5 separate regions of the Mus musculus genome follow, and all the other regions are linked to region 1. The links are chromatin contacts, called in public promoter capture Hi-C maps. All regions are on one chromosome and are shown on one strand. Each heading gives the region's core, a stretch centred on a gene start, on an enhancer-like site or on the middle of the called end of the contact. The rest is flanking DNA. Distances are from core to core; before and after follow the strand shown. Region 1 holds the start of 5330439K02Rik (a long non-coding RNA gene). Region 2 holds the start of Rnd1 (Rho family GTPase 1). Region 3 holds the start of Kmt2d (lysine (K)-specific methyltransferase 2D). Region 4 holds the start of Krt18 (keratin 18). Region 5 holds the start of Dnajc22 (DnaJ heat shock protein family (Hsp40) member C22).

Region 1 (5,379 bases), core at 757-3,256:
CCTGACTGTAGATCTGTTCCAAGCCTGCTTTCTTTTCCTAGTGCAATCACCCAGGACACATGAAGGTTTACAGAGCTCTATCTGCAGCTTGTATTCTATAGAGGAGTGCGATTACTTATTTCAATTTAGGAATTCTATAAAATCATGATCAGGAATTATGAAATCATCAATTCGGGTCTGCACAGCATTACCACATGTTCATATCGATCCTGATCAATAGTGTGGGCTGATGCCCAGGAATCACTGGGCTATGTAACAGCGACAGGAAAGGCATCTCAGCAGCAAGAAGCAATCCTGGGCTGAAGTCTCTGAGGACCCTGCATCTCAGAGAGCACCCATTGCAGGCCATGAAAAACCGTGGGCCATCTCCAGGAAACTCACTTGCTTCTGACACACAGGCACAAGCATAAGCAAAACGCTCACACACTGAAGCAGATCCAGTTCCACATAGGGAAATAGAGATTTTTCTTTAATAAACTCCCAGGCGATGCCTGTCACTTCATCTCCTTGCATCTTTACTATGGAAAGCCGTGGGCATTCTCACTTTAAAAGCCTCGAATCAGTGAATAGATTCCCAGTGTCTATAAGGCCTCTCAATTGTTCTGACTCCGACAACTAGAGTTTCAGTTCTTCTCCAGGTCAACTCATCTGTGTGCGTACACATTGTTCCAGCCCGAACCCAGCCGGCTCAGCATTGGCCACCACCTCTGCAGCTGTATATTTCCTGTTTGTTTTTTTTTTTCCATTTTTTATTAGGTATTTCGCTCATTTACATTTGCAATGCTATACCAAAAGTCCCCCATAGCCACCCACCCCCTCTCCCCTACCCACCCACTCCCCTTTTATGGCCCTGGCGTTCCCCTGTACTGGGGCATATAAAGTTTGCGTGTCCAATGGGCCTCTCTTTCCAGTGATGGCCGACTAGGCCATCTTTTGATGCATATGCAGCTAGAGTCAAGAGCTCCGGTCCTGTTTGTTTTTAAATGTTTATCTTTGTGCATGTATGTGAGCATTCGTGTGTGGTTCGTCCGAGTGGATGTATAATGAATGCCACACGTCAGTCAGAAGACAACCTGAGATGTCTGTCCTGTCTGCCACTTTGGGAAAGGGTCTTTTCTCAGTCTCTTTTCCCTGCAGGGCGTTCCAGACAAGCTGGCCTCCGAGATTCTGGACATTTTCCTATTTCTACCTCTCACCTTCCCCACTGCAGTGCTGGGATTATAAATGTACGCACTGTGGGCTGGACAGAGAGAGACAGACAGAGACTGAGCTTGTGTGCACACACACTCGTTACCTGTATGTCAGTGGAAGGGGAATGGAAGAAGAAATACTCAGCAGCTATGTGAGGAAATGAATCCGTAGAATCCGTATCACATTTTTTCTTTTTGTAGTTTGTGTACATGTTTGCGCATGCCTGGTGTTGGATATGCACATATCTTTTTTTTTTTTTTTTGGACAGGGTCCCCTCTAACCCTGTAACTTGCTAACTTGGCTAGACTGGCTGGCTAGCAAGTGCCAGGGCTCCTCCTGCCTGGGTCTCAGCTCTAAAGAAGCTCCGGGTTCCCCTGCACAGAGGCCAGGACGTGGGTGTGTTGGGGGTGGGGTGGGGAGGCGGTCATAGGCACAGACCACCGTGCCCAGCTTTTGGCGTTAGAGTCAGGGATTGAACTCAGGTCCTTAAGCTTACTCAGCACTTTACCCAGGACGACCTCCCCCCCCCCGCCCCCCCCCCCACACCCTGGACTACACAAAATGCCCTCCCTTTAGTTTGTTCTCCCAGGCAGTGCCTTTCCATTTCTGTTAGAAAACCGTCTGTGACTGCGCTCGTGTCTCCTGGGAGTTCTATTAGCGAGCCGGAGACACCGTAGTTGAGGGACTTAGAAGCTACCTGAGAACCGAGAGAACCCATCTTTTGGTCATTTTCTATCCTACCTACCTACCTCCTCTTGCAGAGAACAGCTTTGCAACTGTTCAAACCACCAGCCCTCCAAACACGGAGATGTTCTACAGACGTGGGAGCTTTTGCAAACATGCAAACATTTCATCCTTCGATCTTCACAGAATTCTGCAACACAGGTACAACCCACATGAAGTTCACCGAAGTGACCTGTCCAAGGTCCCCCACACTAAACCTGACTGCAGACGCATGGCTTCAGCGTGCTTCACGTCCGTTAAAATGCCTATGGACACAAGAGGGCCGTCGACTCTCGCGGACAGCTGGACGCCTAGAAACCCTTCCGAGTTTCAAGTAGTCATTTCTCCAAAAAATATCCACCGCGCACCTACTCCGTGACAAGGGCGCGTGAGGACCAGAAAGCGAGGGTTGGAAAGGGGTTCTACACCTGCCGCCAGATTGATGGAGGGCGGAGCCCTGCCGGCCGCCGCCACTAGAGGGCGCAGCGCCACCCCGCGCCGCCGCCATCGGGGCCACGACCCCGGGCTCCCACAGAGGTCAAGGGCAGCGCCCGCGGCCCCGAGCCCCCAGGGACCGACGAGGGCACTGGGTTCCTCAAGGAGACGCCGTCCTCGGCTCACGATAGCGACCTCAGGCTGGGCCGGCGCTCGCTCCCTCGGGGAGGCTCGCTTCCGGTCCTGCGCGCGGAAGCGTCGCCGCGTCCAATCCGGGTCCCCGCCCGGGCTCGCCCGGGGGGCGCGGGGCGGCTCGCAGCCGCCTGTCGGCGTGGAGGGGCGGCGCGTGCGTGCTGCGGGGCGCACTCTGACCCGGAGACGACCTCTCTCCGCGCTCCCTCCCCTGCTGTGAAGATGGCGCTGTCCAGGGTGTGCTGGGCTCGGGCTGCTCTGTGGGGTTCGACTGTCGCCCCTGGACCCTTTGTCACCCGGAGGCTGCAGCTGGGCCGCTCTGGCCCTGCGTGGCGAGCCCCTCGGTGAGGGCCCTGGAGAAAGAAGAGCATTTTTGATGTAGAAGCCCTTCCAGCGGCTCAGCCTCCGCCTCTCGGGATCCCCTGCCTTGGGCCCTGGGTTTTGCTTTTCCATGCAGGATTCCCACCGAACGCCCGTCCCTGTCCCTCTCCGTACTCCGTGTCCACCCGATTGTCCCCGCACATCCTGAGCTCATCTTTCAGCTTCCCCTTCCCATCTCTCCATGGCTTCAGCTTGCATTCTCCTGGCCCCGCAGGCTTTGCGCACGCTCCACGCTCACACCTTTCTGCATGATCTGCCCCTCTCATACCAACCCTAACCCTGAGCTTGGGTTTTCAGAAGAGTTCTGGCAATCGCTCTCAGAAACCGTATGTTTACCGAGGGGTCCTACGTACCGAATGGCTTCTACTCCTTCGCAGATAGTCTCTTTGGTCTTCGTTGTAGGTCTTCAAAGCTTCACCTTTCTCCGAAGGCGGACGTGAAGAACTTGATTTCTTACGTGGTGACCAAGACAAGAGCGATTAACGGATCGTACCATCGTTTCTTGGGGCGTCATTTCCCCCGCTTCTATGCCTTATACACAACCTTCATGAAAGGTAAACGCTAACATTGAGAAGCCCGAATCTGCTCTTCTGCGTTAGTCACAGTCAGTGAGATTGCAATGTGCCGGGTCCGCTGCTGCGCTGTGAGTTGGGATGTCTTCTCTTCCGTCAGGGTTTGAGCATGAATTCTTACAAATTGTCACTGCCACCTCTTAAATATCCAGATGGATGTTATGGTAGACAAATCCTGACATCACTCGAGAGAGAGCAGAAGATGTAAATATATTCTCATTTCCTTAGAAATTCCTTGTCCTGCTCAGTGCAGACCAGACCCAGGGATTGTTATCATAAGGAAACCAGATTAAATGCTTTGTTTTAAACTCCTTAACACCAGGGCGTCATGGTCGATTAACCCTGAGAGCTCCCCAGCCAGGTAGTAACTCGCTGCTTCGTGGGGCGTGTTTATCACGTGGCCAGCTTAGATAACTTGTAGTGGAAATAGAACTGTAGACACTTGGTTTCTGAATGCTTCCACTCAAAGTGGAGGTCCGCTAGCTATGTTGAGATGATACCTATAATGTCACATGACAGCCCTGGAACCAAAATGCCGGATTCAAATCCCATTTGTGACTTAGACTGTGCACTGGCGCTAGTGACACTTACAGGGTCTTTGGTGTCTCATCTGTAAGGAGGTACTAGAACCTACCTGCTGATTACCTAGTTATGATTATTATTTAGTCATCTAGGAAGAGTGTAGCTCGGGCTGGCCTGGGGCTTTCTGTGTAGTGGAGGATGACCTTGAATTTCTGGTCTCTCTGCCTGCTGGGATGGTAATGCTGAGTGAGCCACCACACCTAATGGTGAAGAGTAGATCAACATATTTAAAAGGCTTAGAACATGGCCTCATTTATTTTAGTATGACAGCTCTATACCAAGTGTCCAATATGTGTTAACTTTTTCTATTGTTGTATTCTATACTTTTATCCACTAATAAAAAAAAATAGAACGTTGCCAACTCTGAATCTTACTCTAATCATTAGCGTCATGGAGTTTATCTAAGAAGTGGAGGTAACAATGGCTGCCTTGTTAGCCACGGGGGTTCTGTGTCTTACAGCCCCACAACCCAGCATCCCAAGGCAGGAGAATCAGGAGGTCTAGGCCAGCCTCAGCTACACAGCAAGGCTGTAACAACAAAAACAACAAACCCCCTCGAAACAAAATACTTAACGACCACCAATCATAGACACATATATGCCTTGTGTTATTTGAAGCCAACCTAGATAACATTTTGGAAGCATTAGAAGTGATTTTATTCATTTTATTTGTGTGACTGTCTTGCCTACATGCGTATCCGTGTGCTGTGTGCATGCCTAGTGCTCTCTGAGGTCAGAAAGCATTAGATGCCCTCGAGCATGTGTTCTGGATAGTTGCGAACCACCATGTGGGTGCTGGGAACCGAACCTAGGTCCTAGGTGACTGCAAGAGCAGTAAATGTTTAAACCTGAGTCATCATCTCTCCAGCCCTGGAAATAGGTTTTTTTTTTTTTTAAAAAACTAGAAAAACAAGGATTATCATAGATGGAAGATTCAGAATGGAATCATAGCAATATATCAAATCATGCAGCTTATAAACATGCCCCAGAAAGCAGCAAGTTAGTATCTAGCTGGGATGCACATAGCTCAAGTTTAAAGCCAAGCAATGAGTAATTCAGCTGGGTTATGTGCTAGGGGAAAGGATGGGGGGGGCGGGTCTGCGAGGCACAAGCTTCCTTGTCGGTAGAGCCGGGGAGGGGCCGGTGTGTGTGCATGTGAGTGACCACGGTAGGCGATTCAAACCGGGATAACACCACGTTCTGTCCTCCACTTTAATGGGGCAGGAATACAGATGTTATGGGCTGATGGCAAAAAGGCTAGAAGAATAAAGGCAGACATGTGGAAACAAAACCTAAAGTTTCAT
Region 2 (5,379 bases), core at 1,881-4,380, 1.8 Mb before region 1:
CTGCTCTAGGGTCTCCCAGTGAAGAAATAGCCCTGCCTGTTACATAACTGGCTGCCCTGATTCTTTACCTCAGGGGTCAGAACTTCGGGGAGGGGGGGCATCCAGAATTTAGTGTTCTATTCCTTACCCACCCAAGTCAGCTTACACGGAAAAGAGCAAAGGGAATATGGTGGCCCCCACCCCTCAGACCTCAGGGAGGTGATCTCAAAGAGCAGAAACACCAATAGCTGCGGAGTTAGAGGCCAGAGCAAGGATCCTTGGCAGAGGGGAAGAAGGCAATTCAGACCCAGGGTCTAATGGGGTGAATGCTAGGAGCTGAGCCTGGCCCCCTCCACCCTGGGTAAGGAACAGTAGCAGATTTGGAATCCAGACAATCCGTGCTTAGAATAGCAAGCAGCCCCTCTCCCTGTACTGCAATCACCATGGAAACTGGGGGGGAATCCAAGCTGAGGTGGGGGTGTCGGTCATAAAAAAGAAGAAGTAAGGGGGAGTTGGATAGCTGCCTGCTCCTTCAGCAAGCCACCCCCATCTCTTACTGAGGTGAGGTGGGGGCTGATCTACAGCAGCACTGAGGCAGGGGAGTGCTGCGGTACTGGGGGAGGGGGAGAGGAGCGGGTCTCCATTTTGGCTCCAAGCAATCCCCCTCCCCTAAGGCCAGCAAGTGAATAACAGAAACAGGTTCAACCCCAGACCAAAGGTAGTGAGGCTCTCCACCCTACACAGTCATTTCCTCTGTCCTTACAGGGACCTAGTTTAAAACAAGGCTAACTGATTGCCTTCCAGCCTTTTGAAATGAGGGGGTGGGGTGTGACCTAGGGTAAAAAGACCATCCTGGCTGGTTTTCCTTTATCTGGGTTGGGAGTGAAGGACTGTGGGGGTGGGGGTGGGGGCATCGAGGGTGGTAATGAGGAGAGATGAGCCGCAGCAAGGTTCAGGGAGGATTGGAAGGTGGGAGGATACAGCAGGAGAAAACCCATACATCACGCAGCCACGCTGCATTCTGGTCCGATCCAGCCAGCACAGCACAGTCCAGGATAACCAGAAACCCTGCCTCCCCTTTCCTGGAACTGCAACGGGGGACCGTGGACCCGCCTGAGGAATTTTGGTTGTGGGGAGAGCGAAAGAAATATCTATCGTTTTCTGTTTTCCCATTCCTTATCCCCGGTCTTCCCAGACCTTACAGTTGGAGAAGCAGCACAGGATCCTTCACAGAAGCTGGGTGGCACATCTACCACACATGCAGGAGAACCTTGGTGCTCTCCAGCTTCCCCAGAAACTCGGGCTGAGCACGTAGAAAATATCCTTTTTGGCAAAGCATGGATTTTTCTTTTCTTTCTCACATGGCTGGCACTTACTCTTTAAGGATGTCTGAGACAGACGGTTAAAAAGAGGGGCTGGGGTAGAGAAAGTGGGAAGGGCTCAGAAGCAAAGCTGAGCTCTAAAGGGCTTGGGAGCGGAGAGTAGGGAAAGCATTGCTTTCTACATTTCCAAAAGATAGACAGGGCATCTCCAACTCACCCCAGCCCAGGGAGAAATGATAAGAACTAGACCCCCATGTGCTCAACTGGACACTAACCCAGTGTGGACATGCCCTACATTTACTGCCCCCCCCCCAAAAAAAAGCATCGATGATGCATCGCTTCATCATCGTCTCTAAGCCGCAGCCTCTGAGTTGCGGCAAGCAGACAGCTTCGGCTTGAGATGCAGGAGAGTGATATTCCCTCCAAAGCCGGCGGGGCGGGAGGGTGGCTCTCTGCCCCGCCACAGCTGCCTCCAGCAGCACCCTCCTACCTCATTTAACTTTGCTCTGGAGAACTAGAGAGAGAGGGAGAGAGGAGGGAGAGGAAGGGAGAGGAGAGAGACAGAGACAGAGGAGACGTCTGGTACTCCCGGGGAGTTCTCAGGGCTCCCTTCACCTCACCATCCAGAGGTGAACTAGACCAGAGACCCAAGTGGCACCCAGGCTTGTTCACTGCCTTCCAGGATCCTCTAAAATCATCAAAGCCCCAACCAAAGAATTTTTTACATTCTTTCCTTCGCTTTCCTGGCAAGCACCTATCTTCAAAGGTGGATTCCCAGCCCCCCCCCCCTTAAAAAAGCAGCAACTGCGGCTAGCCAATGGTGGTAGGATGGGGCATTTGGGGGTACACTCTTACCTGAGGTGTCCCAGAGACTAAGCTCCACTCTCTGTTCCTCTGTCTCCAAACAGGCTGTGTAATTCTCAAACACGGTAGGCACATAGGTCTGCGAGGAGACAGGAAACACTCACACCCCGGCAGCAGCATGCCCTCAGAACCCCACACCAAGCGTTGGCTACACATGCGCCGAGAAACACCAAAGTGTCAGATGGCGAGAAGCCAGAGGAGGGGGAGCCATTGGGGACTGTAGAGGTATTGGCCTTCGCTCCCCAGCCTGGGACAAACCCCCTACATCCTAGCTAGTCTGAGACACATACATTCGCATTTTCCTCACATCTCTAAATGTGTGTCCCATTTTTCAGAGCCACAAGCCAGTTTTAACCTCTGTCTTCTGCCCTCTAGTCCTTTGGCACAGGTGAACAGGCAAAACAGCAGAAGCCTGCGCGGGGGGGGGGGGGGGGGTTGGGGAGGGCACCCTCACAGAGCCTTATAGGAGGGGCAGGCAGGTACTGCGTCAAGAATGAAGCCCAAGCTCTCGGGAGCCTCCAGGTCTCAGGGATGAAGGCAAGTGGGAGGGGATATGATGGGTAAAGAGGTGAGGAGGAGCCGACCGGGCGGCAGAAGTGGGTCAGGTCTCTAGGGAAGCAAGACAGGGCAGTCCTCCAGCCAGAAGGCAAGGCAGGGTGGGGCGGCCTGCGGGTGGTGGAGAGCGCTGTCCCGGACAGGTGGGGGATCGACCCCGGGACGGCAGGGAAGCTCACCTCGGGATAGCAGTCTTTCGCTAGCACCTGTAACATCGCCGTCTTCCCACACTGCACGTCTCCCACCAGGACGAGCTTACACCTGACCACCACTGGCTGCGGTGCCCGTCTCTCCTTCATGGCTGCAGCCTCGGAGGGACGTGGACTCGGGTTCAGGGAGGAGGAGGTCGCGCCTCAAGTGTCCGCACTAGCACACTAGCGCGGGTTCCCTGCCTGCCTGCCTCCGACTGAGGCGGAGGCTCGTAAGGCTCCGCTATAAGTCTCAGACTGATCCAATCACAAGAGGAGGCGGACTCTGTCCAGGCCAATCCCTAAGGTGGGATCCCCTGCTGCAGCCAATAGTAGGAGACTCCGAGTCAGCGCCCTCTTCCTCCCTTCCCTTTCTGTTAAAGCTGCACGGTGGCTTCCTCTTGGAAGGGGATTCCCACGCTTTTTGTGTTGCTGTTAGGAGGTCAGGAGGGGACTGGAAGTAAAACTTAGTGATCTCTGAGTGTCTATGAGTTAGTGTCAAGACCCACAAAGAGCTATAGAATCAGGCTGTCTGTCCCAGGAAGACAGCAGGACCTGCCTAAACTATGGACAGGTGGGTGGCATCTCTCGGGGGAGAGGGTGACTCCTTAATTTTATATAGTTCCTATTCACACTGGTTCCACTTCTGGGATCTCCTAATAGAAGTCTCTGCTGCCCCTCTTTTACAGCCCGACTCCCTTCCTCAGGAATCGCCTTCCCCAAAACAAACCAAGAAAACAAAACAAGACAAACAAAAAATAACTTGACCCAGAGATAGGCAAAGAAAACAAAGGAGGGCGTCTTTCAAGTAGGAACAGGAGAGAGAAAGACCAAACAAGCTGCTTTCTGCCAGCCAGGAGCCAGCTCATGCCAGGCCTGGCAAGCAAGAGTGAAGGTGTTTTGTTCTGTGGCCTGGCTTCAGTGTCCGAGATGAATCCAGGGCAGGTCTAGTTCCAGGCTGATAGCCACGGATTCTGACGCACTGATAGTGTCACCTAGTGAGAGTCCAGCCTGGATGCCAGGGCTGGGCCTCAGGGATTAGAAATTGAAAACCAATCATTGTAGACTGAGATAAACTACAAACTGCCGCCGACTGGCCCTAGCCTGCAAGCCTCCACGGCTTCTGCAGACCCCTCTACTAGACAGAGCTATGGAAGTACACAGCTCATATAAGCCACTGGCCACCAAGGAAGTCCCGTGAGGCCTCCAGAGAATTGGGGGAGGGGCAGTTTAGGGCAAACTTGAGAACAACCTAGGGTTCCCCTTACCCTGTTCTGTTGGTTTGGTTTCTTTCTTTCATTTTATTTTATTTTATTTTATTTTTTTTAGAGAACATCACACTGGAACTTGCCGTATATAGCCCATCTTCTTGCCTCAGGCCTCAGGCCTGAAATTCAGACAGAGAACACCAGCCCTGGCTCACGGTTGTCTTGAGGTCCCTTCTCGAACAACCCCAAGCTTTGCTCATAAGCCAGTCATTGCCACCCACCCAAGACCATTTTCCCTGAAATTAATAAGCACCTTTCAAAGGCTTCACAGGCCCTATGGACAGATCTAGTAAGACAGCCAGGCCCACTATAACGGAGAATGGACGTTATCTGGGAAATGTAGTCCAGCCAGTCTCCCTCTAGTCTACTCTTATGGTTCCCAGCTTCTCTGTAGGCTCACAGGCTGGGCAGGGATCCCCTCCATCCATCCACCCATTACTTCCAGGAATGGAGTCACTGAGGGAACCAGTGGACTATCCAGCGTTTCCTTGAGTGATTATTCCCTCCTCGAGGCTCTCCAGGAGTTTCTTCACCTCATCTTTCCCGACACCTCAGCCTTCACATAAATGACAATCTCTGGAATTCTTCCCCTTTGTCCTTTCCCACCGTCCTGGTGGCTTCCCTGAGCTAAGTGTGATTTGGAAGAGTTCTAGAACAGCTGGAAGACTTGTCTGTCTCAACCTGGATGGAGTCCTTTCCCTCAGCTTGACCGCCCTCGGGATCTGCCCACCCCGACCCTCTGGCTCACCTAACACAGGTCTACAAGTGTCTATAGGGTTCCTTGTGTTCTCTTAACCCTGAATCAGGTTTCCTCCAAGAACAACATGAAAGGGTTCAGCATTCCCTCCATGTTCTTCTCTCCCAGCCTTACACACACACACACACACAGGGAGAGAGAGAGAGAGAGAGAGAGAGAGAGAGAGAGAGAGAGAGAGAGAGAGAGAATATGCTGTAATAGAAATGAAAATATAAGAAGGCAGATTAGAAGCTGCTGAGGGTGATAGGGTTGAAGGGAGACAGGGGGTGATTACAAATCCACCGAATCACACAGTCGAAACTGGGAAACTGTTATAGTATGTTCATTATATCTTCACAGAGCAAAGCTATACCCAGACAGGCATGCTTTTACTCACAGAACTTGAGAAGTACACACATACACACACACACACACACACACACACACACACCCCACCCCCCACACCC
Region 3 (5,379 bases), core at 1,177-3,676, 1.6 Mb before region 1:
GAAGTAGAAGGCAACAGTGATAATACAGTGGGTAGGAGGGCCACCTGACACAAGGCCAGAGGGACACATTCCTCGGCCCTCCCCCAAGCACAGCTCGCTCCCTAGCGCTCTCTCGCTCTCTCCTGCTCTCTCTCTCTCTCTCTCCCTCCCTCTCTCTCTCTGCTAAAGCTAGCACTGCCCAAGTAGGTACAGAAACTACCTTCTCCATCTAGCCTTGAGGATCAAAGTAGAAACCCCAGCAAAGAGAGCACCCCACTTACAGAGCCATGGAAGGTCCAAGACTGAGCGGCAAACTCTCCTTTTTCTGTACCATAAAGAACCCAGGGACACCTCCAAGTAGCCTGAAACCTCAGCCCCTAACTCCTCAAGCTTTCAGCCCAGCATCTATACCAAAATACCAAGTGCCATAGCAATCAAGTCCCTGGAGCCTTTTGAGCAAATAAAACCAAGGGCTCCCCCATCCCATCATTCACAGCCAGTAAACAGACACACACATATATCCCAAGGGGGTTTTCCCTGGATCGAAACTAGGCTAATACCTGCGCCAGGCTTGCTCTGAGCTAGGGAGCTGACACCCGGAGTCTTACATCTAAAAACACCCAAAACAGCCCAGAGAGGTGGCAGAGATTTACCCCACCACTCTCCTTCCTGTGTTCACCCTAGACCAACAGGCTTCACTCCATTTTCTCTGCAAGGGAGGAAATGGAGGCTTGGAGGGGTGAAAGGCTGGAGCCCTTGAGTGAACAGCTCTTCAGTGGGACTCAGGACTTCCTGGTTCCCAGCTAGAGAATCAAACCACACCTCTCTCCTCCCCCATTTTCAGTCAGCCCTCTAGGAAGGATCCAAATGGTAACACATTGTCCCTGGGTAGCCTAGGGGATCAGCCAGAGCTAACAAGGTACAGTCTCACCTAAGGATGCTATCTAAGAGCAGACAAGAGAGGCAGAGACCATAGATGACAGCTCACTTTACCCCGCACCCCTATGCCAACTCTCAGAAAGCTTTCAAGGGCAAACCCCCTGCTTTCCCCTTTCTGAGACAATACTCAAGGAGACCTAGCAAATGTATTTTGGAGGGGGTGGAATGAGGGCGCAAAATGCACTAGCCAAATCCCTGCTGGGCAACATGACAGGTGTGAGAGAGGCTGTCCCCAGCCCGGGGCCCAGAGGCTGAGGCGGGAGGCTCATGCTGCACCCTTCCTGCTGTAGATACACACCCCTTCTCCCCAGCACCTCCTACCAGGGCTGGAAACACTGGCTTCCAGCAGAAAAGAGCACAAATAAAGTCATTTCTCCATCAAAGAGGCACAAGCTAGCCTACTCTGCAGAGCCGGGGCAGCACCTGAGAACTATTTACCATTCCGTAGCCAGAAAAGCATTGTAGAGATCTGGCGGGGGCTTTCAGGATTGGCCAGGGACTCATGGGCAGCTAACTCTACACTAGGCCCAGAGAAAGCAAGAGACAAAAGCCATTTTTTTGCAGCCCACATTCGTAGAGAACAGATCTCAACGGCCTCCTCTATAATCCCCCGGAGATTATGTCCATCCCAAGAGGAGGGGAAACGAAGCAGGCTAAGACACCACTAGGCCTTGCTGGGGTCACTTTGCCAGGCAGAGTAGTTAAGTTGAACAGCAGGGGCAGAGCTGCCCCAGCCCCACCTCCTTCATGCCCCAGCTCCCCTCTTCATCGCACCAGTTTCCACCCACCCTCCCCCCCCCCCCCCACCTCCCGGGTGAAGGACTCAGGGCTCCTTGAGTTTCCCACGGATTGTTTTGGGTGCCCAGGTAGGTAGGAACAACATTAAAGTCCAATCTGGCAGTATGTGGGACCTGGCAGTGGCATCCCCCCACCAAGTTGCTCTGTCCCAAGGAACCCTGGGGGTGGGGGTGGGGGACAACAGCCTGGGATTGGTGTTGGCATCAGGGCCTGGGTCCTAGTTTGGTCGAACTCCCTCAACACAAAAATAAACAGGCAGAGAGGCTATCTGGACATGTTCCCAAACTCCTGTAGTTCCCTGAACCCCCAATCTTTAAAGAGGCACACCCCAAGAAACCAGGCCTCGGTTCTGCCGTGGCAACTGGCTCAGATTCCCTTGACAGACCCTGCCAAAGGAACCCTCCCCAGCTCTGGCACCCCTTTCTCCAACCTAAAGGCCAGCCACCGGCCAAGATAGTCCATCTGGCTGTGCCCCTAGTCCAACCCTTTCTGGGCCCAGGCCGGGCGGACTTCACTCACCTCTTCACAGGGCGATCCAGAAATCCTCATCCGAGAACATGGCCAGAGCCCGGGCCGCTCCCCGACCTCCAACCGCCAGAGCGAGCACAGCCGCCCCCCACTCGGGGGGGCTTAGGGAGACCAAGAACGGTAAATCCAGGTCGGAGTGGTCACCCTTCCCCCGGGGGTTTAAAAAAAAAAAAAAAAAAAAAAGCAAAAATCCAACAGGGGTTCTCTGCCTCAGGTTCCAGCAGTTTAGGTTTCCATGAACAGCCCCAGGGCGGCGAATCCCGAGCGGACACAAAGAGAGCACCGGTGGCTTTGATCTTGGGCGAGCAGGCTCCGCATCCGCGTCGCGGGGCGGCCTCTCAGTCCTAGGGCCCGGCCAGCGCCCCGGCCGCCCGCGCCGGGCTCGGGCGGAACGTCGAGGCTCTCCAGATGGAACGTCGAGGCGCCTCCCCAGCAGCCCGGAAGGAATGCCGCGCCGCGCCGCGCCGCGCGCCGGGCCCGGATGGAACGTGAGCCCCTCGCAGCCGCGCCGAGCCCCTCTCCCCGCCGGGCCGGCGCCCCGGGGCCGCGCGAGCTACGGCGACGCGGAGCCGGCGGGGCCGAACCTGACACACACCCAGCGCCGGGCTCCGCGACCCCGAGCGTCCCCCCTCGGCGGCTTCGAGCCCCCCACCTTCTGCTCCCCCCGGGGAAGGGAGGAGGGTTGGTGGGCGAGGAAGAGGAAGGGGCGGGCGGTGCGAGCCCTCTGCCCGCTCCCCTCCGGCCGCTCCAGGCCCAGCGCTCGCCTCCCTTCCCCTCTGGCCTCGGGAGCTGCCCCGCCCCCGGCCTGGCCGCCTGTGGTCAGCGGCACCCCCTAGACCCCCGGCAGGCACTGATCGCGGGGGGTCTAGAGGTGCATGGTCCAACCCCGGCTCCCGGCGCCGGGGGGTCAGGAAACTGAGCGGAAAGTGGGGAACGAGGCAGCCATTTGCAACCGGAGAGGAAAGTAGTGCAGCGCGGCGCCGCTCCGCCTCCCCCCTCCGCCTCCTGCTCGGCCGGTAGGGTGGTTCCTGCGAAGAGGCTCTTTCCTCGCCTTGGAGCTGGGCAGCGATCGTAGAGACTCGTGGAGCGTCCGGCGCGAGATCCAGGGGGCCCTTTTGCCTGGGGAACCCCACTCGAGAAGGGGAGAAAGGAGAAGAGGAGGCCCTATTTTGTGTTGGAGCGGGGCGGCGGAGGGGTACAGCCCTCTTGGAGGAAAGGCTGTGACTCTGCAGTTCTACGCACACGCTCCGGGATCCCTCCGCTGCAGATTAACCCCGACTGCGCCAGGCTGGCCGCCGGGCAGACACGTGGGAATAAAGCCCCCCTCTTCTTCGCCACGGCCCAGGAGCTGCCTCCTTTACCTTCTGGGTGGTAAAGCTAGGATTCTGGCCACTTTTTAATTCTGTTCCCTAAAGTCACTGACCCTTGGAACTCCTTTCTTTGGCTGGGGGACAATCTTTGCCAAGGGGGGGTGGGGGGTGAAAAGAGAGCCTGGAGATTGGCCGCAGCTCTGCATCCTGGGAACTGGAGTCCGCAAATGGAGAAAGTGAGGCACCGTGCCTGGCGCTGCAAAGGGTGGGTTCTTGCCACGTTTGGGGGCCGGAAGAAAGCTGGACGACTCTCAGGTCTTCTAACTCCAAGACCCTTTGGAGTAGAAGTATTGTCGGTGTCCTCGCGATCCCCAAACAACCACTTCCCGACCAAAACATCAATGTAGAGTGTCCCCACCCCATATTTAATTTTCCCGAAAATCTTCTAAACCTGTCTTTTATTTCTTCTTCTTCTTCCTTAAACTAAGCTAAATACTCTGCTACTTGGTTGGAATATTGTTAATCTGAATAAGACCCTTGGCAAGCTCCCGCACTCCCAAGTATGGAAGGAGGGAAGACTAGAATTACCTTTCTGCACAGACTGTATACATGGAGTAAGCAGGTTGAGACAAATTAACTATGTACTCGATACTTTATATTCCCCCCCCCCTTTCCTCACCAACATTGTGGAATTATCTCCATATTACAAGTGAAAAGGCTGAGGCTACACAAGAAAAAAATCGCCCAAGGAGTCACTCTGAGAAGTTAACCCATAGTGCAAACCAAAGGGGACATTTTCCCATAGATTAAAAAAGAAAAGAAAAGCTTTAAGGGCCTATAAGATGCCCCCCCCCCCCCCCGAGAGTAAAAGGCACTCACTGCAAAGCCTTAAGGCCTGACTTCCATCCCTCTGGCCCACATAGTGGAGAGAGAGAACTGAAACTAAGTTGTTCCCTGACCTTCAAAGATCCAGGATGCTCCCACACACAAGCACACACGATAAAATGAATGTAATTTTTTTTTTTTTAAAGATTTAAGAGAAAAGAATGGAGAGAAGCTGGCAAATTAGGTCTGAGGCTACTTCCCTGGCTACAGCATGGTTCATTCTGTGGAAACAGGCTGTATCCACAGGAACATAGCCACTTGGATACATGTAGCTATTGAATACTTTGAAAGGTAAGTAAGTGGTGCAACTCAGTAACTTAATTATAACCATGTTAGACCTAACCATGTGTAATTGGCCACATTAGACAGTGTGGCTTTGGCCATGGTTGTAGGTGAGATCAATAGTAGACACTTGCTGCTATCTATACATAGCATCAAAGTTTCTAGTCTGATCACTGAAGCCAATTTCAACAAAATTTCCAAAAAAGAAACTTCAGGTGATCCCACAACTATCTCAGCTATAGTACAAGTTTAATTGGGAATTGAAAAGCAGAAAGCACCTCCCCACTGCATGTACTCAAAAATGAAAACACTCCTACTAGAAGGTAATATTAATCTATGATGGACTATCCTAAACAGAGGGTAAATCACCTCATTTCTTGGGGGGTGAGGGGGATATGGTCTTATGTAACATTGACCTGTGGACAAGGTTACCTCTCAACTCAAGAGATGAGATTCATGTCACCTCTCCCTCCTGCGAGCTGGAATTAAAACCCTGTACCACCCCTGGCCCCTCATTTCCCACTTTAATCCTCTTGAGAAAGACTTAACAGTTTTGTTTATAATAAATGTGTATTTCTGTGTAGCTCTGTGAACTTATATGTACCATATAGATGCAGGAACCTTGAGAGTTTCAGAATAGGGCATCAGAGCCCTTCGA
Region 4 (5,379 bases), core at 951-3,450, 1.6 Mb after region 1:
CCCCTCCTGACGGAGGCCTCACTCTGCAATAAGTAACTCCTATTTCTTCAGCAGTGAGTGCTGTATTAACATTCCCGTGCACTGCCTCCTAGAAGATAGACAAACGATTCTTTTTTTTTTTTCTTCTACCCATAGAAGTGAAAAACAAAACGGAAGTTCAGTTTAGTGACTTTCTGAAGTCACCCAACCAGCAAAGTATCCAAGTTGGATAACAAACGTAAAGCTTAAAAACAGCGAAAAGTTGCCCATCGGTACACTTCATTGTATAGTTCTATAAAATAGAGCAATTGTGGAACTCGGGTGGGGGGGGTGGGGGGGGGAGAGTTTGTAAAATTGAAAGCCTGGGATCTCCAAACACACCCCCTCCCCAGGAGCTTTTAGGCAAAGCCAGTGGGCATTTGTTTGTATGTTATTTTGCATTCCATTTGCCTGGCTGTCTCTGGCAACACCCAGGCTCCCCAGCCAAGTCCCACGGAGTCGCTGAGGTTTTCCGGTCCAGAAGGAGGCAGGCTTCGAACAATCCATCACACCCAGCATGCATCAGCCCTGTGTTTGCTTCCCTCTAGTCTGATCTGCTGACCTAGGTTCTTCGTAGCCCCTCCCCCTCCCCCTTGCTCTTCTGATTTTACTTTTCTGTGTGCTCGCACTCACACAGTCAGTTCAGCTGGCCGCTCGCTCGATAAGGATCAATAGGTCCACTCCAGAGCAAAGAGCATGGCCACAGGTATAGCAAACACCAAGTCCTGCCGGAAAAACGGGCTCCTGGTGCTGACCGATTCCAACCTCAGGGTTTCTCCCTCCTCATTCAGCAGGAGTGGTCATCCAGCTGGCGAGGAGGGGGTGCGGGGGTGCAGAGGGGCTCTTTCCCCCAGAAAACAAGCTGGAAAGCCAGAAAGCATTATAAAAATTGACCAGGAAGGACCGAAGAAAAGGCCCGGGGAGCAGGAGAAGGGGACAGATGCAAGGGGGTGGCAGAGGTTGAGGTGGGGGATGGAGAGGCAGGCAATCTGGTTCAAACTTAGCTGTTTCTACATATCTGGTCTATGGACTCAGACCCCAACCTGTCCAGACACAGTATAATCTACAGGAAGGACAGTGGTTCTCTCTTCCTTGCTGTTCCCATAGCTACTAGAAGGTGTCTAGCAAATACTGGTTAAATCTATGTGCTCTTGGGTTGGCTGTGTTCTCAGCTGGTAAAGTGGTCTGCCTGAGGAGTATGAGGCCTTGGGTTTGGTCCTCAGCACCCTGTAACCTGAAAGTGATGGAGTCTCATGCCTGGGATCCCAGCACTTCAAAAGTGGGACGGGAAGATCAGGAGTTGAAGGCCATCCTCAGCTACATGGAAAGTTCAAGACCAGCCCGAGCTACATGAGACCCTGTCTCAAAAAAGAAGGAGGAGGAGGAGGAGGAGGAGGAGGTAAATGGTAGGTGTCCAGACATAGGGATACCTCTTCTACATAATCACAAAGGCCCCGATAAAGCCTCCAGGGAATGAGTTGAATGAGGACATGTGTACCCACGCGTTTGAGGATATGTATTTCCACGGTTCCCTATGGAGCCACAGCAGTGTCTTGGAACCATGGGGCCGGAGCAGAAAAACCAAGAGACCTGCCCTCAGGTTCGTGTTTCTCTTCTTTTTGAGCTCCCAATTTTCTTTCCCCAGGATTCCTGGGGTTCTAGGACTGCCCCCAGACTTAAGCTGGCGACATGCCACAAAATCTTCACCCTAGTGAACCCCTCTTCTGTCTGTGTAAATGGAGTTTGTTTGTTTGTTTGTTTGTTTGTTTGTTTTCGAGATAAGGTTTCTCTGTGTAGCCCTGGCTGTCCTGGAACTCACTCTGTAGCCCAGGCTGGCCTCGAACTCAGAAATTCGCCTGCCTCTGCCTCCCAAGTGCTGGGATAAAGGCGTGCGCCACCACGCCCGGAATAAACGGATATTTAAAACGCCATTTTTTGCCCTGAAAACAGACACTCAGGGGCTAACACCACCTGCTATCCTTTGTGCACCCCTTAGTTATCCACTCCCTGTGTCGGTGAGGATGGCAGGTATGCTGAGGGCGTGTGCAGAAGTGGAGAAGGGCTGCGACCTGTTAGGTCACAGGAATCCCGATCCTGGCGCCCCCGGCTCCGGTGGCTGGGGCGTGGCCTGCTGGGGGAGGTCCCTACCTCCTCCCGCGGCGATATAACAACAGGTCGAGGACTGCCACCCTCCGCGGCGGAACTCCTGTTCTGGTCTCTCGCTTCGCTCTCCTCTCCAGACAAGATGAGCTTCACAACTCGCTCCACCACCTTCTCCACCAACTACCGGTCCCTGGGCTCTGTGCGAACTCCCAGCCAGCGGGTCCGGCCTGCCAGCAGCGCAGCCAGCGTCTATGCAGGTGCTGGGGGCTCCGGGTCCCGGATATCCGTGTCCCGCTCTGTCTGGGGTGGCTCTGTGGGGTCCGCAGGCCTGGCGGGAATGGGTGGAATCCAGACCGAGAAGGAGACCATGCAAGACCTGAACGATCGCCTGGCCAGCTACCTAGACAAGGTGAAGAGCCTGGAAACTGAGAACAGGAGACTGGAGAGCAAAATCCGGGAACATCTGGAGAAGAAGGGGCCCCAGGGCGTCAGAGACTGGGGCCACTACTTCAAGATCATCGAAGACCTGAGGGCTCAGGTAAGGGGCCTAAGGGGGGAGGGGCAGTAGCTCCGGGCTGTTCTGTCTATCCAGTGTGCCCACACCCCCAAACTTGAATAGAGTGTGGGCTGTTGACTCCCTCCACTCTTTCCACATTCACCACATCCCCCCACACACACTCTATGGGACGGAGTTAGGAATACTCTGGACTCTCACCCACAACCTGTAGGAATTCCAAGCGTAGTGGTTACACACGCGAGCCGGCTTCCCCCAAGCAGTGTAGTGGGAAGAGAACAGGATTGGAAAAAAAATAAAATAAAAAGGTGTGTGTGGGGGAATCATAAAATGAACTCAGACACTCACTTCTTTTCCAGTAGGAACAGTTAGAGGGTTAAGCGGATGTGGCTAAGGCTGAGTCATCTAGGAGTAAACAGGAGCTTACCTGTAGGAGGGGCCAGCGGGACAAGTGGGGGGGGGGGGCGCGTCCCAGGACGGGGGGGGGGGGGGGGGTTAGCAGGTGCACCTGGAGAAGATGCCAGGAGAGGATCAGAGAAATCTTGTTGGAAGCTGCTCTTTTGTAAGCAATCCAGATAGTGCAGGCCCTGGCAGAGGGGCAAGGAATCCAGGAAGGGAGAGGAGGCTCAGGTGGGAAGGGAAGACAGAAATACACGCCTCTGACTGTTCCTGGGACTGGGATGGATTCACTGAAACACAAGACGTGTTTTCTCATCCCCCACTTCTCCACACACACACACACACACACACACACACACACACCCTCATGTGACCCGGAACTCTCAAAGCGACTCTCTCCACTTTAATCCACCCAGATCTTTGCGAATTCTGTGGACAATGCCCGCATCGTCTTGCAGATCGACAATGCCCGCCTTGCCGCCGATGACTTTAGAGTCAAGTAAGTCCGGGGCTGCAGCTGGAGCTAAGAATGGCCTACTCCCAGAACTGTATTAGAGTAGGGTTCCTTCCTTTCCGAAGTTTATTCAGGTTAGGGTTCATTGACTACTGAGTTAGCTCTTCATCTGTGCAGCCCAGTTTAAGCAAACGCTCCAAGGCCAAGAATCGTGCTAAGGGAATGACTCCGTGACTGTTTATGGTGGGCACGGGGCTAGTCTATGGAGGTGGCACTGGTTGAGAAGGTTCAGGCCCTCTGATCACCTCCACTCCTTCAGGTATGAGACAGAACTAGCCATGCGCCAGTCTGTGGAGAGCGACATCCATGGACTCCGCAAGGTGGTAGATGACACCAACATCACAAGGCTGCAGCTGGAGACAGAAATCGAGGCACTCAAGGAAGAACTTCTGTTCATGAAGAAGAATCATGAAGAGGTAAGCCGGGCCACTGACCAGGCCTAGGAGCTAAGGGCCAAGACTAGGCGGGCCAGGCTGCCCCCAAAGCAGCCTAGCATGGAAGCAGAAGCCCCGGCTGTTAGCCTGTTTTGATTAAGAGCAGAGCCATTGGCTCACACATGTTCTATGGCTCACCTAAGTTACACTATTGAGAGTCAAGATAACATTAAGCCAGTTAAGGCCTGGCTTGTGCATCACTACCTCCTGGAAAGCTGAGACAGGAGGATTGAGTTCAATGCCATCCTGTCTTAGTCTAGTAAAACAGAGATTGTGTGAGTAAGACCCTGAGTTGGAGGCAAAGGTGGGGACTGCCAGTCTTAGGAGCTGGTGCTCATGTGGGCCTTCTGGAAGAAGCTTAAGGTAAGATCTGTGGAAGGAAAAAGCAGCTACAACGAGGAGAGGATATCACCAGCGAGTGGCAGGTTCAGGCTGTCAAGGAGTGGCATTCCCAACCAGCTGGAGCAGAAGCCCAGTCTTAGGCTTGCCAAGGGTTTCCTCTGCTCTCTTCTGCCTTTACACTCAACATCACCTTCTAGAAAAGGCCATCAGTAATGAAAGGCTGGGCTGAACTGACTTTAAGTGTCACCTGCCACCCCCCTTTATTTCTGCCTTCTTTAGGAAGTCCAAGGTCTGGAAGCCCAGATTGCCAGCTCTGGATTGACTGTGGAAGTGGATGCCCCCAAATCTCAGGACCTCAGCAAGATCATGGCGGACATCCGCGCCCAGTATGAAGCGCTGGCTCAGAAGAACCGCGAGGAACTGGACAAGTACTGGTCTCAGCAGGTACAAACTAGGAAAGGCTAGCTGCCCGCCCCCACTCCGCTTAAGGTAAGCTCTGTGTGAAGGGGAGGTGCCAAGGACAGCAGGTCATGACTGACCCTCCTCACCCTTCAGATTGAGGAGAGTACCACAGTTGTCACCACCAAGTCTGCCGAAATCAGGGACGCTGAGACCACACTCACGGAGCTGAGACGCACCCTCCAGACCTTGGAGATTGACTTGGACTCCATGAAAAACCAGGTGAGCATCCTCCAGTCACCTGCTGCAGTTCTGCTAGGCCCAGACCTCAGACACTTGGTGGCCCCAGCCCCAACTGTCTCACCCCTAAGCCTGCTCCACACCCCCATTCCCAATCAAGCGATTCCCTAAGATGAATCACTTCTATTTGATTTTTTTTTCCATTGCTCCCACACTGTAGCCTAGCATTTGATAGACAAGAGGCATCAAGACCCTTTCAAAGAAGGGTTGAGCAGGCTAAGAGTAGAGACTCACTCTCCCATCTCTGTGTCCTGCAGAACATCAACTTGGAGAACAGCCTCGGGGATGTGGAGGCCCGATACAAGGCACAGATGGAGCAGCTCAATGGGGTCCTTCTGCATCTGGAGTCAGAGCTG
Region 5 (5,379 bases), core at 1,582-4,081, 1.4 Mb before region 1:
TGGAAAAGGCAAATTTGACATTTTTAAATCCCGAGCCTTAGAGGGATCGATGCGGCCCGAGGGCCCCGCCCGGGGTCGATATTCCTGATTGGGAAGCGGCCGCTGAGCGGAGCCGGGGTGTAAATCACCCGGACTGGGGGGCGTTGCGGGGGGAGGAACCAGGAAACCTACTGAATCCCACGCGCGCTCAGCGGCAGCTGGAAGGGTCTCTGCTCAGGCTGGACCGAGGGCGACCGACTAAGAAAGACAGGATTTAAAAGAAGCCGAGAGGAGCCCACCCAAGGCCTCCCCCCTCCCCCGTCTAGTCCTGCCAACTCCAGCGGCCGACTCCGGTCTCGCTTCAGCGGCCGCCATCCTCCGTTGCCCCTGGAGCCGCGAGGGAGGCCGGTGTCGGAGCCAGCCATGCAGCGTCTCCTCTCCGGCCGCTCCCGCGGGGCCCGGGCTTCGGCGGCGGCTGTCACGGAGCCGACAAGCTGGGCTGGCGGGGAGGAGGCGGGCGGGGGAGGTGTTGGGGGCGGAGGGGGGCAGCTGGAAGCCAGCGCAGTTCTCGCTCAGTGGGCGCAACAGATGTTTGCAGAATAGAGGAGCGACAAGGTGGTCTAGGGTAGCGAGCGGCGCCGGGGTGAGGGGACCTGGGCACACTTAGGAATGAGAGTGCAAACCTGCGACGTGAGCAGGCGCTGGAGGGCGCCGGCCAGAGAGACTGGGGAAAGGCTAAGCAACTTTTGGTCCTGTCTGGTCATCGCCTCGGCCTCCAGTACCTGCCGCGTTCGGTTGGGGAAACCGAGGCAGCTGAGACCGAGAGAGGCCTGGAAGATGAAAAATCGGGGACGGTGGCGAAGGTTGGGGTGGCCATCAATTTCCTCACGGGTTTCTGTATCAGCCAAGGCCAGCCCTGGGCCAGTGGCGGGTAAATACGTTACTATGCCCTCGACAGCTGCTCACACGCTCCCCTCCCTCCCGCTTCAGCTTGTCAGATTCCCCCCACCCCCACCCCACCTCCCACCCCGAGCCAGTTTATAGAACAACAATTTGGGGAAAACAATCCCGGCCGAGTGACGGCCCCGTAATTGTGACAAAGTGAGTGCGGACGGCTGGAGAGAGCGTAGGGCGGGAGCGAGGCAGGGCGAGGCGCAGGCAGGGGCTCCTCTCGCCCACCCTGTCACCCCTGTTCTCATTCCGGTCACCTCTCATCCCTCTCCTTGACTCTTCCTCAATTCTTCTTCTCTAGGTCCCCTGTGCCTCCCTTCTCGTTTCTCCATCGCTCTGCCCTCTCCTCACAGTAATGGTCCTCCTCTCGCCCCTCACCCTCCACCACCCTCCTCCAGATGTGCCTTTTCCTCGCTCATTTCTCACTCTCTTCTCCGTCCTCCACTCTTTTCTCCATCTTTTTCACGCGCTTACATTGCCCTTGGGTCCCAGGGCTCTACGGCAAAAATCTGCTTCGCTCCCTCCCCAGTCCGTCCTTTCTAGGCTGGGCCCGAAGCCTTCATCCCTTTCGCGTTTTTGGACACTTCTGGGCCCCTCCTGCGAGCAGGAGACCTGGCTCCCCGGGGTCCCCTCCCCCTCCAGGCGGTTCGCACTGGGCTCCCGGCTCCCGAGCGAGTTTGTTTGTCCAGCGGCGGCGGCTGCTTCTGCCCGCGCTGTTTGCCAAGCTTAGCGCGCCGCCGCGCAGAGCGGGCCCAATTAAGTCTCATTCATTATTCAGCGCCCCCGTCCGCCCCCCGTCCCCAGCCGTGGCTGGGTTGTCGTTTTGTCGCCCCTCCTCAGCCCTAAAGGGGCCATATCTAGTCCCCAGCTAGAACTAGACGTTGGAGGGAGCTAAAACATTCTGCCCACTGTTGACAAGTGACCCTAAGTGAAGCCCACCGGCTCCATCCCTACCTCTAATCAAGCCTGGGGAATTTCGTAGATCCAAGCTTCTTTTAAAAGAAACTGAAGCTCAGGAAAGGGTGTGACTTGGCCAAGGTCACGGAGCTGCTCGGGGATTGTAGCCCGGGATGTTGAAGGCATCTTGTAAGCCAGCTCCATTCCAGCGTCCAAGCGAGAAGGCAGGCTCCTCTCCCCCGAGTCTCCCTGGGTTTGCCCTTACTCTTCTGATGGCTCGCCCCCACCCTGTATCCCTTGCTGGTGTGGGTTCCCCCCCCCCCCTTTGCTTCAGGCTACAAGGGTCTGAACAGCTTCTGGCTCTATGGATTCTGGGCTATGCAGGCTCAGACTCCCAGGTCTGGCTGTGGAGTCCCCTAACTGGAAGGCCTGGAAGCAAGGTAGTGAGGCAGAATTGCGGGTCTTGAGGGGCTCTCTCCTTCACCTCTGAGTGGATGTCTCTCCTTTAAGAAATTAGACGTGATCCTATAATGGCCGTCTTGGAGTACAGAGAGAAGCGAGACAGGGATCACCTCCCATTTGTGGCGGAGAGGAGAGGAAGTCGAGATTTTTAATTTTATTGATAGAGTCGCCCTTTTTCTCCCGCCAGGTAGCTGCACGGTTCGGACAGCTTTGACCAGGAATGTCCCAACCTTGCAAAAAGGAGATCTGGGACTTTTGGGGACCCTCCCTTCCGTAAACGGCAGCGCCATCTGGCGGTGTTAATGAAGTGCTGCAAGAGGTGCGCACTGCCGGGAGTGGGGCGCGGTTCCAGGCCCTACAGTGTAAAACTGGGTGAGTCTGGGGAAAGCTTCCCGTAGAGAGGGCGATCAGAGCCCAGGAACACAGGACCGGAAGGTGGCTACGAAGGGGCTGACCAGGGCTTTCGGGGCGGGGCCTGCAGGAGGTGGCCTGACTTCAAACACAGTCACCCAGCACTGAGGGACAAAGTCCACTTGTGTGGAGGTGAGAGCAGTTACAGAGGGGCCATTTTGAATCTGTGTTCAAAGGCAATGGCTGTTCTGAAGCAGCCTGGAAGCCTGGGCTGCCAGGTACTGCGGCCCTGCTGGGACTGCCTGAGGGTGAGTTTGCTTGAAGTAGGTAAGACGATTGGCAGGCAGATTTGATATTCTGAGGATTTTTGCGGCCGCTTTGTAGAGTGCCTTCGATCTGGTTGATAGGGATAGGATGGCTGGGCTGTGGGGTGCTAAGGTCTGGGTCAAAATGTTCTCCAGAACGTTTAAGTGGAAGGAGTTCAGGGTCCCTTTCAAATTTGGCTTGTGGGAGAACGGCATAGTCTGGGGAGATGGGAAAGCTGGAAAGGGCTTTGGCCGAGTTACAGAATGCACCCGCTTACACACACACACACACACACACACACACACACACACACACACACACACACACACACACGATGTTAAAGGAGTGAGTTTGGCTAAGACACTGGCTTTCAAAGGGGTTTGAAACAGTGAAAAAGTATTCTCTTCAGCCCTTTCCTGTGAGCCATTACTATTCCAGAGTCTAAGGGGAGGATAGAAATTTAAGCTTCTTTTTTCCCCCTTCTTATTCTTTCTCAATTTTACTTTATGTACACGGGTGTTTTGCTTGAACCTTTGTGTGTGCACTGCATGCACTCCTGATATCCTTGGAGACCAGAAGAGGGCATCTATGAGCTGCCATGTGGGTGCTGGGAATTTAAACCCCAAGTGACCCCTGGGTCACCCGTTAGTCCCAAGCTTTTGAGTTGTTGTTGTTGTTGTTCAGGCACCTAGTTCTCAGTGTCCCAACTTAAAGTCACTTAAAACATTCTCTTCCTGGGGGTGGAGAGATGGCTCAGCCGGTTAAGAGCACTGACTCTACCTGGTGGTTCACAACCATCTGTAATGGGATCTGATGCCCTCTTCTGGTGTGTCTGAGCACAGCTACAGTGTACGTATGCATAATAATGAATAAATCTTAAAAACAAAAACATTCTCTTCCTTGGACATGGTGGCACATGCCTATAACCTCAGCACTTGAGGAGGTAGGGGCAGGAAGACCAAGATGTCCTCAGCTATGGCCGCATAAGACCAGTTTGGAACGTGCAATAAGACTGTGCCTCAAATATCAATAAATTAATAATAAATAAATGAAAATATTTTAATTGAAGCATTTCCTCCCTTAAATATGGAGTCACTGTGATTGTAAATAACAGGACTGGGGTGCTAACGGAAGATAGGAGACATCTAGTACCTGAGAGACCCCGAGGTAGGGCTAGCTTGATTTTTATTACTGCTGAGCCTTTCTCCTTGCTTCACCTCTCAGGCCTAAGGATGACCCTCCAGACTGCAGTGATTCTCACAGAGGACCTTGAGATTTCTGCAATTTGATCAATGTCAAACGCCACTGGATTTTCTCTGAGACTCTTGCCCTAGAGGATGGCCAAAGGGCTGCTGATGACCTATGTCCTTTGGGCTTTGGGGGGTCCTGTTGGGCTCCACCACCTGTACCTGGGAAGGGACAGCCATGCCCTGCTCTGGATGCTCACCCTGGGAGGTGGTGGGTTGGGCTGGCTCTGGGAATTCTGGAAGCTCCCGAGCTTTGTGGCTCAAGCCAACAGAGTCCAGAGTTGGAAACAGAGGCCGGAAGAGGAGAGACCACCTCTCAGTCTCCTTCGCTTTGCTTCCCAGATAGTAGTGGGTGTCTATTTTGGTCTTGTGGCTCTAGTCAGCCTTTCTTCCATGGACAACTTCTATATAGTGGGCCTCCCACTGGCTGTTGGCTTAGGGGTCTTGCTGGTAGCTGCTGTTGGTAACCAGACCTCAGACTTTAAGAATACCTTAGGAGCGGCCTTCCTCACGTCCCCTGTGTTCTATGGCCGCCCCATAGCCATCCTGCCTATCAGTTTGGCTGCCAGCATTACAGCCCAGAAGCATCGACGATACAAAGCCTCAGCGGGGTCAGAGACACTTAGTGTGCGGCTCTACCGCGTGGGCTTGGCTTACCTCGCCTTCACCGGCCCTCTGGCCTACAGTACGATGTACAACACAGCTGCCACCATTAACTACGTGGCAGAAACCCTGGGTTCCTTCTTGAGTTGGTTCAGCTTTTTCCCACTTCTTGGCCGCCTCGTGGAGTCTGTCTTGCTTCTGCCTTGCCGGATCTGGTGGCTACTGGTCGGAGGTCCTGGCTTCAACAGCAGCCGGTTCCAGGAGTGGGAAAAGCTCTATGAGTTTGTCGACAGTTTTCAGGATGAGAAACTTCAGCTGGCTCACCAGGTAAGCCTTTCTTCCCTCTTCGGGTAAGTCTCCTCAGAGAGGAGAGCCTGTCTGGACTCTGAGCGATGGAAGCCCTGCAGGAGCTTGTAGCTTGCATGAGGGAGCTCTGTTCTGAGTCTGGCCAGCTATGCCTTGAAAGGGGATCCTGGCTTCTTTGGGCTTCATGAAGGTACATGAGGAAGACACATGAATAATAAATACTTTTGTTGTTGTTGTTTTGTTTTGTTTTTTGTTTTTTGAGACAGGGTTTCTCTGT

Evidence for each region. Promoter capture Hi-C pulls out the DNA fragments that hold promoters and counts their contacts.
Region 2: a promoter capture Hi-C map of liver shows a contact between it and region 1, with 2.3 times the contacts expected there. The contact joins the promoter of Rnd1 here to the promoter of 5330439K02Rik in region 1. A contact is called at or near these places in 3 of 39 promoter capture datasets (liver and pre-B cells).
Region 3: a contact with region 1 is called in a promoter capture Hi-C map of pre-B cells, with 3 times the contacts expected there. The contact joins the promoter of Kmt2d here to the promoter of 5330439K02Rik in region 1. A contact is called at or near these places in 2 of 39 promoter capture datasets (liver and pre-B cells).
Region 4: a contact with region 1 is called in a promoter capture Hi-C map of liver, with 4 times the contacts expected there. The contact joins the promoter of Krt18 here to the promoter of 5330439K02Rik in region 1. A contact is called at or near these places in 3 of 39 promoter capture datasets (liver and stem cell-derived epiblast-like cells) and 1 of 115 datasets of contacts at active chromatin or transcription factors (pancreatic cancer cells).
Region 5: a promoter capture Hi-C map of pre-B cells shows a contact between it and region 1, with 3 times the contacts expected there. The contact joins the promoter of Dnajc22 here to the promoter of 5330439K02Rik in region 1. A contact is called at or near these places in 2 of 39 promoter capture datasets (liver and pre-B cells).

The regions. Positions count from the first base shown.
Region 1 is chr15:100,466,361-100,471,739 of GRCm38.p6, forward strand. It overlaps 5330439K02Rik (a long non-coding RNA gene), which reads right to left and starts at 2,007. Exons shown (of 3, transcript XR_001781773.2): 1 at 1,941-2,007. It overlaps Letmd1 (LETM1 domain containing 1), which reads left to right and starts at 2,651. Exons shown (of 9, transcript NM_134093.3): 1 at 2,651-2,885; 2 at 3,325-3,476; 3 at 5,300-5,379. The coding sequence starts at 2,764.
Region 2 is chr15:98,674,331-98,679,709 of GRCm38.p6, forward strand. Rnd1 (Rho family GTPase 1) reads right to left here and starts at 3,131. Exons shown (of 5, transcript NM_172612.3): 1 at 2,900-3,131; 2 at 2,157-2,244. The coding sequence starts at 3,019.
Region 3 is chr15:98,868,779-98,874,157 of GRCm38.p6, forward strand. It overlaps Kmt2d (lysine (K)-specific methyltransferase 2D), which reads right to left and starts at 2,427. Exons shown (of 55, transcript NM_001033276.3): 1 at 2,236-2,427.
Region 4 is chr15:102,026,016-102,031,394 of GRCm38.p6, forward strand. Krt18 (keratin 18) reads left to right here and starts at 2,201. Exons shown (of 7, transcript NM_010664.2): 1 at 2,201-2,659; 2 at 3,451-3,533; 3 at 3,808-3,964; 4 at 4,604-4,768; 5 at 4,880-5,005; 6 at 5,281-5,379. The coding sequence starts at 2,264.
Region 5 is chr15:99,096,653-99,102,031 of GRCm38.p6, forward strand. It overlaps Dnajc22 (DnaJ heat shock protein family (Hsp40) member C22), which reads left to right and starts at 2,832. Exons shown (of 3, transcript NM_176835.2): 1 at 2,832-2,948; 2 at 4,171-5,123. The coding sequence starts at 4,284.